2 separate regions of the Mus musculus genome follow, and region 2 is linked to region 1. Evidence: chromatin contacts called from public promoter capture Hi-C data. All regions are on one chromosome and are shown on one strand. Each heading gives the region's core, a stretch centred on a gene start, on an enhancer-like site or on the middle of the called end of the contact. The rest is flanking DNA. Distances are from core to core; before and after follow the strand shown.

Region 1 (7,920 bases), core at 4,274-6,773:
GGGAGGAGGAGGAGGGATGAGTGTTATCGAGCTGTGGCCAACACACAGAAGGAGGCATGTCACATATTTTCTTTTTTTTTTTTTTAACTATTTTTCATGGAGCTGTAACAACTGTACAATAAAATGCTGGCCCAGCTTCCTTCTCAGTGACAAAACCCTGCAAAAGTCAACTTACAGAAAGAAATATTGACCCTGGCTCCCAGTTACAGATCAAATAAGCACTTGACTCCGTTGTTTGGGGAACTATGATGATGTTGTTTGCCATGTCTGGGGTGGGGTGTGGCATATGATAGACTGAAACTTTCCTCTTCATGGACAAGAAGGAAAGAAACAGGGAGGGAGGGAGGGAGGGAGGGAGGGAGGGAACTCATGACTTAGTTAACTTTTTTAACAAAGCCCTTCTTTTAGACTTGTTGAGATATGATTTGGATTAATTAATTCATGTGTTTCAACCCCTCATGAGCTAATCCCATCCCAAAGGTTCCATTTCTGGACATTTTATTTCTTTTTATTTTATGCGTCTGCATGTTTTGCCTACATCTATGCCTGTGCACCATGAGTGTGCACAGTGGCCCTTGGTGGCCAGTAGACAGCACTGGATTCTCTTGAACTGGAGTTACAGATAATTGTGAACCACTCAGTGAGTGCTGGGAATCAAGCCCAGGTCCTCAGAAAGAGCAGCCAGTGTTCCTAACTGCCCGGCCAGATCTCCAGCCCCATGAGCACAGTCATTGCTGTCCACACTGTTGTTTGATTCTGCCTTCTGAGCTCCCAGTGGAACTGCCTGTTAAATTGTGCTTACCAGCCTTCTAGGCCTTTTCCAACCTTTTCCAAGTGAGTTCAAAAGGTGTTTCAACTACATTCTCAAGCAAAGCTACAGCAATGGTCACAGTAACAGCTTTCTATGCTTCTCAGATTGCTGTAAAGAACATGTGACATAAACACATATGCAGTGGGTATCTTAGTGCCGTTACTGCTGTGAAGAGACACCATGACCAAGGGAACTCTTATGGCTGGCTTACAGTTTAGAGGTTCAGTCCATTATCATCATGGTAGGAAACATGGCAGAGGAACAGTCGAACATGGTGCTAGAAATGGAACTGAGAGTTCTATATCTTGATCTGAAGGCAGCAGCAGGAGACTGTTTTTCTAAAGGTATCCAGGAGGAGACTGGACTCCACACTGGGTAGAGCCTGAGTATAGGAGACCTCAAAGTCCACCCCCACAGTGACGCACTACCTCCAAGACCATACCTACTCCAACAAGACCGTATCTCCTAACAGTGCCACTCACTATGGGCCAAGCACTCAAACACGTGGGTCAATGGGGGCCATTCCCATTTAAACCACCATGTGGGGAAGAACAGTTGTAGTTCATGGTTTCAAAGATTTCAATGCTGGGTTCCACCAAGTGTGATTCATGGTGACTCATGGTGAAGTGAAATGTCAGGGCAGATGGGGTCTGTAGAAGAGAAGGCTCTTTCCACTGAGAGTTAATGGAAAGCAGGGGGTGAAGGGAATGGATTTTTTTTCCCCTTCTCGCTCCAGCCCTGCTCTTTCCAGCCCTGCTTGCTCTGTCCCAAAGATGTATTTATTATATGTAAGTACACTGTAGCTGTCTTCAGACACACCAGAAGAGGGCAACAAATACCTTTACAAATGGTTGTGAGCCACCATGTGGTTGCTGGGATTTGAACTCAGGACCTTTGGAAGAGCAATCAGTGCTCTTACCCACTGAGCCATCTCTCCAGTCCCAGGGACTGGATCTTAGTTATAACCTTCACTGGCCCTCTCCTACTCAACTCCAGCCAGGCCCCATCTCCTGAGCTTTAAACCATCTTCCAGATGATGCCACCAGCTGGGAACTGGAGCATTGAATAAGAAGCCTGTCGGGGACATTTCTGATCCAAACCACAATTAGAAGGGATAAGAAGAATACAAGAAAAGAGAACATCAGTTTAAAAAAATGCATTATTGAAATGAAGGCTGAGTCTGTTTCCCACTTACGTAAATACAAGGGGTGAATAGTGGAGGATGCATCGGTGGATAGTCCAGTATAATGTGGCTGATAAGAGTGAATAAGCAAGCTCACTTGACCTTGGTGTGACTTAACAAAGCTTAGAGCCTAATGGCTAAATTAAAACAAATTCTATCTAGATCAGCGGTTTACACCTTCTTAATGCTGTGATATAATGCCTTTAATATAGTTCCTTATATTGTGGTGACCACCCCCCCAGCCATAAAATTATCTCCTTACTACTTCATAACTGTATTTTTGTTTTTATTATGAATTGTGATGCAGATATCTGTGTTTTCCATGGTCTCAGGGTCACTTGACTTCCAAGGGGGTGGCGACCCACAGATTGAGAACCATGGATCTCGAGTGAATCTTTCACCCATCTAGCTGAGTGCTATCTTCCATTTAGGGACACAGACCACGAAGAGCACATACGAGAATGCACTTAGACAGGGGTCAATGCAATGGATGCCTTGAACATCATATGAGAATCTGGGGGATGACAACTCTCTTAACCATGCCAAGGCATGTCCTGGGGAAGAGGGATAGAATTTGTAGTTCATGGGGTCTAAAGGAGGCACCGAGGATTTTTTTCAGTTTAGCATCAAGGAAGGATGTTTACCAGGTTGTCTAAAGCAGGAATACGTGGTTGTGATTCCCACAGTTAGGATGCTTTAGTCTTAAGCAACAGACACTGAATAGTCAAACACAGAAAGTAAGTGTGAAATTCATATAGTCTAAGAAATGGCCAAGGAACTAGACATGAAGAGGAAGGAAGAGAGCGCTCCCGCTCCCTCATAGCATTCCACAGGGGTAAGTCTGCAGTGATGGTCCCTCCCATCTCTATAGAAGAGAGTTAGTTACATGCTCTGGACTTGGTCTAATGCCTGTTGATTAGCAGAAAGGTCAGATGATACACCCAAGGCCATCTCCCAAGATGTCATCAGAAGCTGTTATTAGCAAAAGAAGCAGCAAACAGCCAGCATCCCCCACAGTCTTCACCCTTTTCTGTCCCACTTGCAAGGCAATTATTGTAATTTGTGTTTGTTGTTAAGAGATGAGTTTCACTATGTTGCCCAGGCTAACTCCAAAATCCGGGGTTCCAGCAATCTTCCTGTCTCAAAATTCCAAATAGCTGATATCATACACTCCACCAGCTCAAGTTATTAGGTTGATTAGAAATAATATCGAGGAGTCAGAGTGGTGGTTCAGCAGTTAAGAGCACTGATTGCTCTTCCAGAGGTCCTGAGTTTAATTTCAAGCAACCATATGGTGACTCACAACCATTTGTAGTGGGATCCGATGCCCTCATCTGGTATGTCTGAAGACAACTGCGGTGTACTCATATAGATAAAATTAAACAAACAAACAAACAAACTTTAAAAACAAATTTAAAATGAAAAACAAAAAATTGTCGATCTCATCTGACTTACCTTTGAAAGTGATAAACACGCCCATTTGGATGCTTAGCATTTTACTTAGCGACACACGTGACAAGTCATAACCCTGTGATGAAATACGTGCTAGTCTGGGAACAGCACTTTCCTAGGAGACAGACAAGCTGATGGACTTACACATTCAACAAACAGGTATCGGGTGCCTGTTATGTGTCAAACTCTGCAGGACACCCAGACTCACAAGCCACTGCAAAAATGGAAAGGTTAAATATTTGCCCATGTGGACGCAAAGGGCAAGTGCCCTGTGTGTTTCAGGGATAAAGTGGGTGGGGCTCACCAAGAGAGACTTCCTTCTAAGCCAAGTCCGACCCTAGCCCCGCCTACGGGTAATCTGACATTCCATCTGTCCAATCCTGGTCACCCTGTTCCGAAAGGCTCCACCTCAATCTAGACTCCTGGGCTTTTTTGCAGTTTAGTGCAACAGGTGGCGCCCCCAGAATAAGGACATTTCTGTCCCAGGCCAGCAGCTGTCACCTTAGAAAGATTAAGATTCTCCCACCAGGCGACAAGGCTTGTTGTGCCCGAGACAGATACGGCTCGGATTCCCAGCCCGAGGTAATTAACCCGGAGAAAAATGTGACACATCTCCCGGACCGTCTGCGGTGTAGCGGGCTGCCCACTGGCTTCAGCTTTCCCCAGAGCTTGGAAGGATTTCTGAGAAGGGAGGATCCTGCTGCAGAGCCTCTGTGCTTTCCTGCTGTGGGGGTGCGCGAGCCCCCAGGTCAGGATCTCAACCCACAGCGTTCCTGCCCAGAATGCAAAAGGCTTAGGTCGCTGCGGAAAACCGGGTGAAGACGTACAGCAGAATGTACGGGGTTACTGAGCTCCACGCGCGAGTGCTGGTGGTCTTGCATTGCATTAGGGAGGTCACCGCTCTGTGTCCCAAGGCGGGGTAAGAGGCTAGGTCCCGCTGATCCCAGGAGACATAGCTGCACGGACACACTAATCCACTGTTTTTACACATAATCACTTCACACGCAGAGATTACCTACCTCAGATTGCATTCATAGTTGGCTGGGTTTCCGGGCTTTAAAGGCTTTCAGTTCGCGTTCTGGGGAGCATTGAGAGACCAGAGGCTGACCCAGACTCGCTAATCCTAATCTCTCCAGCTGCCACTCACCCGCCATCAAGGTGTCTCTGTGGGCCCGTTTTTCTCATCTGTTCAAATGGGTTAAGCTGACCTCCTAGGCATGTCCTTATTCTGTGGGTTAAAGGAGAGAATCTTCAGAAAGTTATGGGTTCTTCTGGACTGAGGGTCTCCCATCCTCCTCTGGATGTTCCCCCTAAGAAATTGTGGTTTGGTTCTTAAATTGGTTATAATTAACCAGAAGGAAACCGAACTATTGCTTGGACAGACACTGGTAGCTGGTTGGGGAAGTGGAGTGAGCCTGCTTATTTGCAGGGACTAATTAGCGATGTCCATAAGGATCTCTGCGGCTCTAATGATTCTAGCAGGAGTTTGGAAAATATTCGAGCCAATTGCTCACTCAATAGGGAAACTGAGGCCCAGAGATGGGGAGGTAATTTGCCCAAGTCCAGGCAGCCTAGAGGCAGCCTTGATAGTTCTTTGAGGCTGTTGCAAATCGGCTTCCCTGACCTGGGCCTTCATCCTGGCCCAATTTTAGGATTCTGGACTTTGCCCCATAGGTTTGCTTCCTACTTCCAAAACATTTTGAGTCCCTTAGTAAAGCGTTCCCTAGGCCATGTTTCTCAGGCTGGGAGAAGCAGGAGCCTGGAAAGTTAAAGAGTAGTCATGGGGTGGCAAGGGGTTTAGGGAGGTGAGATCTTCATGGGCACTGTGTACCTGATCTGTTTACAACTTGCTGTTAATAGATGCCATTAATCATAGCCAACTGCAGCTGGCTCAGCCTGGGGAAGAGCAGCAGCCTGCCATCTTTGAGAGGGACGAGCAAGAAGGAATATGGAGGAGGGGGCAGGTTCCTACAGTTACCTGACACAGGAAAACCAGTCCCAGAGGGACATGGCATGAGGACACATGTATGTTAGTGTCTTGTTCAGCCCAGCCAGCCCTCTACTAAATGTCCCAGCATGAATGAGATGCGAACACAAGGTCTGTTAAACATTATGTGCTTAGTGCATACCTTTATTTTTCTTTGTTAAAAGGTATTTATTGGCTTATTTTTGCATACCTTTAAGAAGTTACAGGGCTTTAGTCTGTATGAATGAGGCCCTAGGTTTGATTCCTATCATTGCAAAAAATAAAACCTAGGTGCTGGAGAGATGGCTCAACAGCTAAAAGTGCTCTTTAAGAGGATTCACATTTGATTTCTAGCATCCATAACAAGTTGCTCACAACCATCTGTAATCCAGTTCTAGGAGGTCCAGCACTTTGGTCTCCATGGACACCTGCACTCATGTACACATGTGCCTTACTATATCTATAATTAATAATAAGAGTGAAATTCTTTTTAAAAATAAATAGAAAAATAAATAAATAGAGCCTGGAATTTGGAAGGCCCTACTCTAAATATCAAGGGACTGTGAGGAGAGTTCGCTAGTCTCAATTGCTAGTTACACAGAGGAATCCTAATGTGATTTTTCTCCCATATCAATACAATCACTGGGTACTCAGAGGCCTTTCCTGGTAAGGGGACAGTGTGATATGAGCAGCCAGGTCACTGGGCTCAAGATATAAGTCCCATGTCCAAGATCATACATCTCTTTCTATGACCTCTGATGGTGTCTGTATTTCTCCACGTCTTAGACATTCATAGCACCTACCACTGAGATTCTAGATCCTTTTTGGGTCTATTAGGGTCAAGACCAGGACCTGGTGGACTAGATTTCTAATACTCCAAAACATTAAATATCTAAATATCTGATTAGTACTGATTATTAACTTAAAGAGATCTAGAACCACAGGAAACAAACCTTCAACATGTCTGTGAGGGATTTTCTAAACCAATTGAGATGGGAAGACCCAGGATAACTGTGGGTATCACTGTCCTGTGGCCCGGGGTCCAGGAGAAAGAGAGCTGGATGTTGGCTCTTCATCTCTTTCTGCTTCTTGGCTGAAGATACTATGTGATTACTTATGTCATGCCTGATGCTGTGCCCCCTGCATGATGGATGTGTCCTGTGAGCCAAGGTGACCCTTCCTTCCTTCCTTCCTTCCTTCCTTACATTGCTCCTACCAGATATTCTGCTACAGCAACCGGAAAAATAACTAGTAACCAGAGTGAGGTTGTGGCTGGGACAAATCTGACCGTGTTAGAACTGGTTTCTGGGAAGAATGTGGGGGGCAGGGGGTGGGGAATGGAACTTGGAGCTGGAAAAGCATTAAAGCACAAGCTGAGCTTAGTAGGTCATTCTGATGGGAGTTTGGAAGGCCAGGATGTTGGAAGAGGTATTCAGTGTGTGTGTGTATGTGTGTGGGGGCGTGGGGGGTGGGAGGTTGGAGGGGTGTTCATGAGGTTTCAAAGGAAAAGAGGAAATGTTGGGAACTGGACCACAGGCCATTTATGTGGCAAAGAACCTGTCTATATCTGCCCATGTCCTGAGAACTTGACTAGGGCAGAATTTTAAAGTAATCAGCTAGTTGGTTTGTCAGAGGAACTCTCAAGAGAAGATAGCACTAGCATCCCGCAGTGGCATGGTTGTTGTTCACTGCGCTTACACGGGCCTACAACTAGAGAGGAGTAAAGATGGCAGGAATAGTAGGGAAGCAAGATATGAGGAATGTGCCCGTTGGAGATGAGAGGGTGGAATTTAACATTGTGGACAAGGCTGATGCTGAGGAAGAAGCTATACTTGTTAAGGAAACTAGCCGTTGTATGAAGCCAGGAAGATGAAGCTTAAGTTAGAATAGAGATGGCAGGATGTTGGAGATGACAGGACCATGAGATGTCTGACAAAGAAATCCGTAGTCATGAAGTAACACCGACCTAAGAAATAGGATACCTGTGTGCTCGAAAGGGAGTTGAAATTTTACTAAAGCCCTTTGGAATCTTTTCTCTCTTCCTGTTTGTTTGTTTGTTTGTTTGTTTGTTTCAAGACAAGCTCTCACTTTGTAGCTCTGGCTGTCCTGGAGCTCACTATGTAGACTAGGTTGGTCTTGAACTCACAGAGATCCACTTGAGTGCTGAGATTAAAGATGTTCTCGAGAATGCTGGGCCTTTTGGAATCTAGATGATCATTCCATTAGGAACCCCAGATAATGGACAGGTTTCCATGTTTGGCTTGCTGATATTTCTTGTCATGGATTCCTCTCTTCAGAAGTAGGAATTTTACTGTGTGCTGATACAGAGACTCATGGTTAAGAGATTGCCTGAGTCTTAAAAAGGATTCTTCACTTTCACATTTGAACACTATTAGAACTGTTAATGATGGATAGTGCTTTCAGAGTGTGGTGGTTTGAATAGGAATGGCTCCAGAGACTTAATGCTAAATGCTTGGCCCAGAGTGAGTGACACTATTAGGAGATGTG
Region 2 (6,944 bases), core at 803-3,302, 210 kb before region 1:
ACCCCAGATTCCCAGCAGCCCAGCTGCATCATTCCCCACCCCCACCCCTGATCTTTGGGCTGTTGCAGCTGCCATCTCTGGCTGGGCAGCGCCCTGGCCCAGTCCCAGGCTATACACCCTCTAGCTGACGTGCCTATCCCTTCCTGCGAGCTTAGACCTGCCTTTGGTCTAGGCTTGGCTCATCCCAACCTGTCAGACAGGGACGGTGATGAGACATGAGCCCGGGAAAGGTGGAGAAGAAGGTCAGGGTGACCGTCATACCCCAAAGGACCTGGATCAGGGGTGGTACCTGGGGGGCATCATTCCTGGGGAGGGCAGGAGCAGAGCACCAGGGCTTCACTATCGATGATGGTCTGTGCCTTTAAGCAAAGAGAACGATGTGGCTGAGCTTGCTGCACTGACCTTTCTACCCAGTTTGCTCATCCGCCTCTCCTCTCTCCCTGCCTGTGACAGGTGCCCCCCGTGTACGTACTCCGGAGGTCGACGGACGGGGCCCCAGTGCAAGTCTTTGTGCCTGAGAACGGAGAGATTATCAGCCAAGTGTAACTCTTCTGAACGCCTTGCCTCGTGCGGGAAAAGACTTTTCTATTGGAGCTGGGGTCGAGGACCCCCTCACCCTTAAGTGCTTCTTTCATCTCCCCTCCCCTCATCGCAGGCCGATGATGCAGAGCTGAGACCTTTCGGTTTTTTTACATGTGTTTCCCAGAAGTCCTGACCTGAGGATTTATATCTGTGATTTGTCTTATTCTTTAATAACATGATTATGCTTTATCCCCCAGAGTCTGGCCTTTTGGACTAATGTCGAGCTGGACTAATCGACAGCATTTGTCTCCTTATGTAGGACAAGTGGCATAGAGGGCCCCTTGAGACGTCCCATATGCTCTGGGCCCTCTTTCTGAGATACCTGTTGCTTCTTAAGGCTGGAGGCCGGATGTGGGACTCCCTCAACAGGGACTCTTCCCTTGTTTCCCAGATGCTGGGCAGAACTCTCCTCTCCCCTTCAGGGCACAGGCATTTCTGTCATGGTGTTCTTCCCATACCCTACAGTAGTCCCAACCTCCACTTGCCATATTGTATGGCTTCTGAGCCCCTTCCCCAGTGCATAGATGCCCCCCCCCCAACCCAGTGTATTCTCTGGATCCCTAAGTGCCTTAGATCCTGAGCCACAGAGCTGAGAGACTTCTGAGTGCTAGTGCCTCCCCACACCTGAGCATCCTTCACATTAATTAACTTATTGGTCTTACCTAACAGCTATCTCGTGTGGTTGCACCGTGGCGGTGCCCTCCGTTACAGGGCAACCTTGTGCCAAATACTTCAATAAAATCTGATTGGCCCAGCTGAGGATGAAGGATTCTGTGTGTGTGCTGAGTTGTTTTTTTTGTTTGTTTGTTTGTTTTGACCAAGCACAGAGTGGGCTCCTTGAGATGGCTGCCTGGTTTGGTCATGACTCTAGGGAGCAAGCAGAGTGACAGACAGAAACTCAAGCTGCTTCTCTGAGCACAGGGAATCCAGCAAAGCTCCTCAAGGTCTCCAGAGCCTGAACTTTTAGCTCAACTGTTAAAATCTGGAAAGCCCAGATTCCATTTTCAGCACCCTCATGGCAGCTCCATGGAGTAACCTTGGAAGGCACTTCAGCGCTTTGTGATCCCTTTTTCTCTGGCTTCAGATGGCCCAGGCTCAGTGGTTTGAGGCTTATTTGAAATTGTTCTTGTGGCTGGAAAAACAGGCGTTCCTTGGGTAAGGAGGGGCTCTCCATAAGACCCCTTCTGTGTTTTTGCAAAAGGTGGAGAGGGAGGGGTAGTAGGAGGAGAGGGGTGTTGGAGGGAGGCTGCAACTTTTTCTGCTGCCCTGTAGGGGGTGCTCAGGACTTGAGAGCAGAGCGCCTGCTATGGCTACAGTTTCTGGAGAGCTTGTGGCCTGAGTCTGAGGTAGCAGCTCTGTGTCAGGCAGAGAAAGGGGTCTCTGTTTTGCCTGTCCCTCTCCACAGTCAAGGAAGAGGTAGGTCACAAAGGGCCAGGCAGATGGCTATGCAGGGGTGACGCCAGTGCTGCACTTGGTGGCCAGCCCTAGAGACTGTAGGAATCTGGCTTTCAAGGACCTGGCTTTATTAGGCTGGGGGTTGTTCCATGCTAGGGGTTGGGTGGGAAGGGAAGAGAGTTCCAGGGCCTCTAGAGAAGCTGTGGGCATCCTTATCTCAGACCTGAACATCAATGTAGCTATTAACTGTGGCCAGTAAGGACTTGATTTTGGATGTAACTTATTTTGTGGTAAGTTTGAACTTTATTTTTCCTGTGTTGGGGATGGAACCCAGGGTTTCACACTTGTCAGGCAGGTATTTGGTTTTGTGTTTTAGCCATCTGTCATCTGTTAGGCCCAGAAAAATACATTTTAGGGTTTTTTTTTTTAAATGTATATGGGCGTACCATGTGTGTGCAGTGCCCACTTTGGCTAGATGAGGGCATCAGCTTCCCTGGAACTGGAGTTACCGTGAGCACTTTTAACCGTTGAGCCATCTCTCCAGTTCCCACCCCCAATTCCAGGTAAAGCTTGATCAGAGGGTTCTGTTGTAATAATCTTTCTAGGTGGCAAAGAGGTTGAAGTATCTATATATCTATATAGCTATAGATATATAGATATGGGAGGCTGTTAAGAAAAAATGGGGGATAGCTAAGTTCTTGTAAGCAGCCAGCCTTGAAATGTGCCAGTGTGAGGAACTGGTTGGGCATAACTCCTTTCAGTTTCAGTCCATAGGCTAGCTCTACACCTGAGCATCCATGTCTGGGAGTTGCAGGCACGTTAGAGTCCTTAGCCTCCCCTCCTGGATGGCAGAAGGGACATCCTAGAGAATGGGAAAGAACCCTCTGCTAAGAACAGCTTCAGAACCTGACCTTAAGACATCAGAACCACAGATAGAAACTTCCCTGGGAGCCAGCTTGAGTCTGAGATTGCCACAGGAGATCCTTGGCTGGTGCCTGCATGACCCATAAGGAGTCAGGGTTCTTCAAGGGGGGTTGTGCACTTTCCCCAGAAACAGGAGATAAAATGGGAAACTAGCAAACAGGACCTAGCATGGGCACTGTCCAGTCAGTTCTTGTGGTTCTGTTTTGTTTGTTTGTTTGTTTTTTCTCTTCTCTTCTCTTCTCTTCTCTTCTCTTCTTTTCTTCCCCCTCCCCTTTCCCCCCTCCCCTCCCCTCCCCTCCCCTCCCCTCCCCTCCCCTCTTCTTTTCTTTTCTTTTCTTCTTTTCTTTTCTTTTCTTTTCTTTTCTTTTCTTTTCTTTTCTCTTCTTATTCTGCCCTCATGCCATGGATAAATGCAGAGCCTCAGGACATGCTGAACAAGTGTTCTGCTATCTCCAACCCTGTCCTTGTAAATGGTCAGGCTGCCTCCTGCAGCCTTCCCCTATACTAAACCTGCATCACTAAGAAGACCAGACTCTCATCAGGCCTGACTGCTGGTCTCATTACAAGCTGTTGGATCCTGTCCTGGGTGGGCAAATGAATCTACACTCCGAGGAGAGAAATCTGAACAGAGTAACATTTCGGTCATCGATGTACGATGTCTTGTTAGAGCCAAGTTTATCAGGTAAGCAGTTTTCTGTAGGCCTGGGTATCACTAATCTTACTGAGGCAGTTTGGAAGTGATAATGGCTCCCTGGCCCTTGCTAGAGATGTCACTCTAAGGGCTATCCCTTTCATAACTACTCTCTAAGGCCTGCTCCTTCTGCAGGCTCATCTCCCTCAGAGGCCTGGAGCTTAGCTGGGCGTTGATATGGTCTGAGATATTGAAAGCTCACCTAGAGGCAACTAGACGTTCAGTGGAGCCCTAGATGTTTAAAGCCTGTAGGTAGTATGGAAAGATCTTTCCATACTACCTACAGGCCAATAACCTCTTAACCAACACTTGATTTTTAGACTAGAGGTGTCCAAATTCCAAGTTCTTATAGCCCTAATCCTTTAAAATTTAATTTCACTTTATTTCTTTACCATGTGTGTGCATACACATGTACAATGTGCATGCATGCCATGGCATATGTGTGGAGGTCAAAGAACAACTTCCAGGAGATGGGTCTCTCCACCACATGGGTCTAGAACATTAAGCTTAGACTGTCAGACTTCTTGGCCAGCTGGATAACCTGCTGTGTTATTCTGTTGGCCTTTGCCTCCTTCCCTCTCCCTCCTCCTCCTCTTTCATTTCCTCTTCCTCTTCCTCCTTCTCTTCCTCCTCTTCCCTCTTCCTCTTCCTCCTCCTCTTCTAGACAGAGTCTGGCTAAATTACTCAAGCTTGTGATTCTCCTGCCTCAACCTCCTGGTTAGGATTACAAGAATGTGCCACCACGTCCCAACCCAAAGCCTATTTATATCTGCACTCTAATGCCAGGTAGACATCTCAGAATCAACATGGCCCATGGCCCAAATGAACCCTGGCTTTGTTACCCTCTTCAGATACCCTCAGGTCAACAAACGACAACCCAAGACTTCTAGTCTCTCAGACCAAAAATTTAATTTCTTTTTTCTTGAGGCAGAGTCTTGCTATGTAGCACTATGGCACTGGCTGGCTCAGAGTTCACTTTGTAGATCAAGCTGGCCTCACAATTACCCTTATTCTCTGCCGCAGCCTCACAATACTAGAATTGAGAGGGTGTGCTACAACACCTATTTGATTTTTTTTCTTTTGTATCTAATTTTACTTTTTGATGTATGATTTCAGTATGTAGCTCAGGCAGGTTCAGAACTCAACTATATAGCTCAGGGTGGCCTCGACTCCAAGACCCTTCCTTCTACCTCTATCTTCCAAGTGCTTGGATTACAGGTGTGTGCCACTATGCCTAATTAATTTTTGTTTAGTACTTGTACCAGATTCTCAAACCTGGAGCCTTCAGCATGTTAGGCAAGTGCTCTACCACTGAGCTACACTCCTAACCCTAAAACAATCTTGACTTCTTTGTAGCTTTTAGGCTCACATCTTCTCTATCATCTATTTCTACTGATCATCAACATAGATATCAGATATGACTACCTCCTGCTATCACCTCCCTCCAGGAAAGCTACCATTTGTCTCTCCTGGTTATTGTTTCAGTCTCTTAACTAATCCCCTCCTTTTTAAAAAGACAAGCTCTTCTTATAGAATCCAGACTGGCCTTGGACTCACTATTAGCTAAGGGTAACCCTGAACTCCTGGTTCTCTTGTCTCTGCCTTCCAAATGCTAGGATTAAAGATGTGCACTACTGCACTGGGCCTGGGGATGGGGGTGTATTTTAATTTACTAAGGACCCATCTGCCTTTATTAGTTCATTGAGCATCACCACATGGAGGTCTATCTTTGCCATTGCACAGTTGATGAACCTGAGTCAAGAGTTTCATTTGCAGCAGACCATGGGGTTAGTGAATGGAAGGGCTGCACTTTGGCTTCAAACCCTGCCTAGAACCTTTTGTCTGTAGGGACAACAGAAGCCTGCACTCAGGCCCATTACCCCCCACACCCGCCCTATTGCTATAGCTCTCATTCATTTGTCTTATCCCTTCAGGACTCAACTTGGCATAATCAGGCTTTTTCCCTAGCCTTCCCTCCCAGCCTCTGTCTTTACTTCTCATTGCAGCAGGCCCTTAAGGCTATATGCATCTCCCCTTAGTTGACAAGAAAGGCTCCCAAGGCTGACTTGAGACTCAAAGTCCATTCACAATCAAGAATCTCAAAGTCAGTGTTGGACAGTCCCAGAAATCTGTGGGACACTGAGAGTGGCTCGAAGTCCTTTCTCTTCTCAGTCATTCTTGTATCAGTGGCCATGTCTGATGCAGAGTGTCTCTTAAGTCCATGCCTGGATGCTTTCCATGTTGGCCTCCATGCTTACATAAGAAGTGCTACAAATTCCCATGCCACACCTCTCAGTGAAGGAGGAGGGGAAGAGCTGCTGTCCCTTCCCACCTGATAAAGCCAGCTGATACCTCCAAATCCCCTTTCAGGATTGTGCCAGTCAGAGAAAGAAGCCTATCAGCTCATTCTGGATTTTATGGAACCAGGACAGATGGTAAGGAAATGCTTTGAGACTCTTTGGGAACTAAGGAGCAGAGTAGGAAAATCTGAAGGTCGATGCTTCCCTTAGCCCTAGCCCCGAAGCCGCCTGAATGTCACCTTCTCACTGGCCACAGACAGGGTGGCAGTCACCCTCCTGCCTAAAGGATCTCCCTTGTAGACTCTCAGCCCTACTGTCCCAGAAGGCTACAAAGACCCTAGACACCAGAGATGTGTAGCACAGTCTGCTTGAGTTGGGATTGGACAAAGTGTGGGGTGCAGGTCCCAGGTCCTGCCCTGAGACTGGCTTTGTCTTCTGTCCCAGTCCCAATTAGACAAGCTCAGTTTCCTGAATGCTGTGTCAACATTGAGCAGCGTTGTGCGTGACCAGGCCAATGGCAACATGAATAAGTACTATCCAAAAACCCTTCTGGCTAAGAAAATTGAGGTGAGAAAGAACAAATCTTCATCCTAGACCTGAGGCTGGTATCCCTCTTTGAGGTAAATTCTCATTTTTTTCCTCGTCTTTCTAGACATTCATCCTGGAAGAACCCCCTGAGATCTTGGATAGTAGCGTGCGCCAGCAAGCCATGCTCTGCATCGTGGCCCTGAGGTTCCTTCCCCCATGGGCCCTCTCCTATCCTCTGGGGCTCTGACCCTGAGAACTTGTGGGTTGGGAGGACAGGCTAAGTCTGGGAACTTGACTAGAGGATCAAGGTGGCAGAGTCTATGGTGGCCAATTCATCAGCCAGATGCCAGGAGAGGTGTGTGTGTGGGGGGGTGGCTTTTGGAAATCTAGTGTAGGATGCCTCCCTGATCAATGTTCTCCTGCTCTGACAAGGAATCAAAGGAAGATGGCCCACAGCTTTCTGTACCTCAGAGAGTAGCCGAGCAGTTTCCCCCAGAGGGTTTGAAAATATACCTCCGCCTCAC

The links. Promoter capture Hi-C pulls out the DNA fragments that hold promoters and counts their contacts.
Region 2: a promoter capture Hi-C map of embryonic stem cells shows a contact between it and region 1, with 2.9 times the contacts expected there. The contact joins the promoter of Mroh3 here to the promoter of Igfn1 in region 1. A contact is called at or near these places in 7 of 39 promoter capture datasets (the C10 cell line, the HPC-7 cell line, cranial neural crest and 3 more), 2 of 115 datasets of contacts at active chromatin or transcription factors (the 230-238 cell line and the SCID.adh cell line) and 3 of 9 other capture datasets (adipose tissue, embryonic stem cells and liver).

What each region holds. Positions count from the first base shown.
Region 1 is chr1:136,003,945-136,011,864 of GRCm38.p6, reverse strand. Igfn1 (immunoglobulin-like and fibronectin type III domain containing 1) reads left to right here and starts at 5,523. Exons shown (of 27, transcript NM_177642.3): 1 at 5,523-5,544. The coding sequence starts at 5,523. It also overlaps a transcript of Tmem9 not described here.
Region 2 is chr1:136,207,928-136,214,871 of GRCm38.p6, reverse strand. Mroh3 (maestro heat-like repeat family member 3) reads left to right here and starts at 2,052. Exons shown (of 23, transcript NM_001329610.2): 1 at 2,052-2,267; 2 at 3,469-3,583; 3 at 5,963-6,027; 4 at 6,337-6,459; 5 at 6,545-6,624. The coding sequence starts at 3,496. It overlaps Inava (innate immunity activator), which reads left to right. Exons shown (of 10, transcript NM_028872.3): 10 at 454-1,350. The coding sequence ends at 546.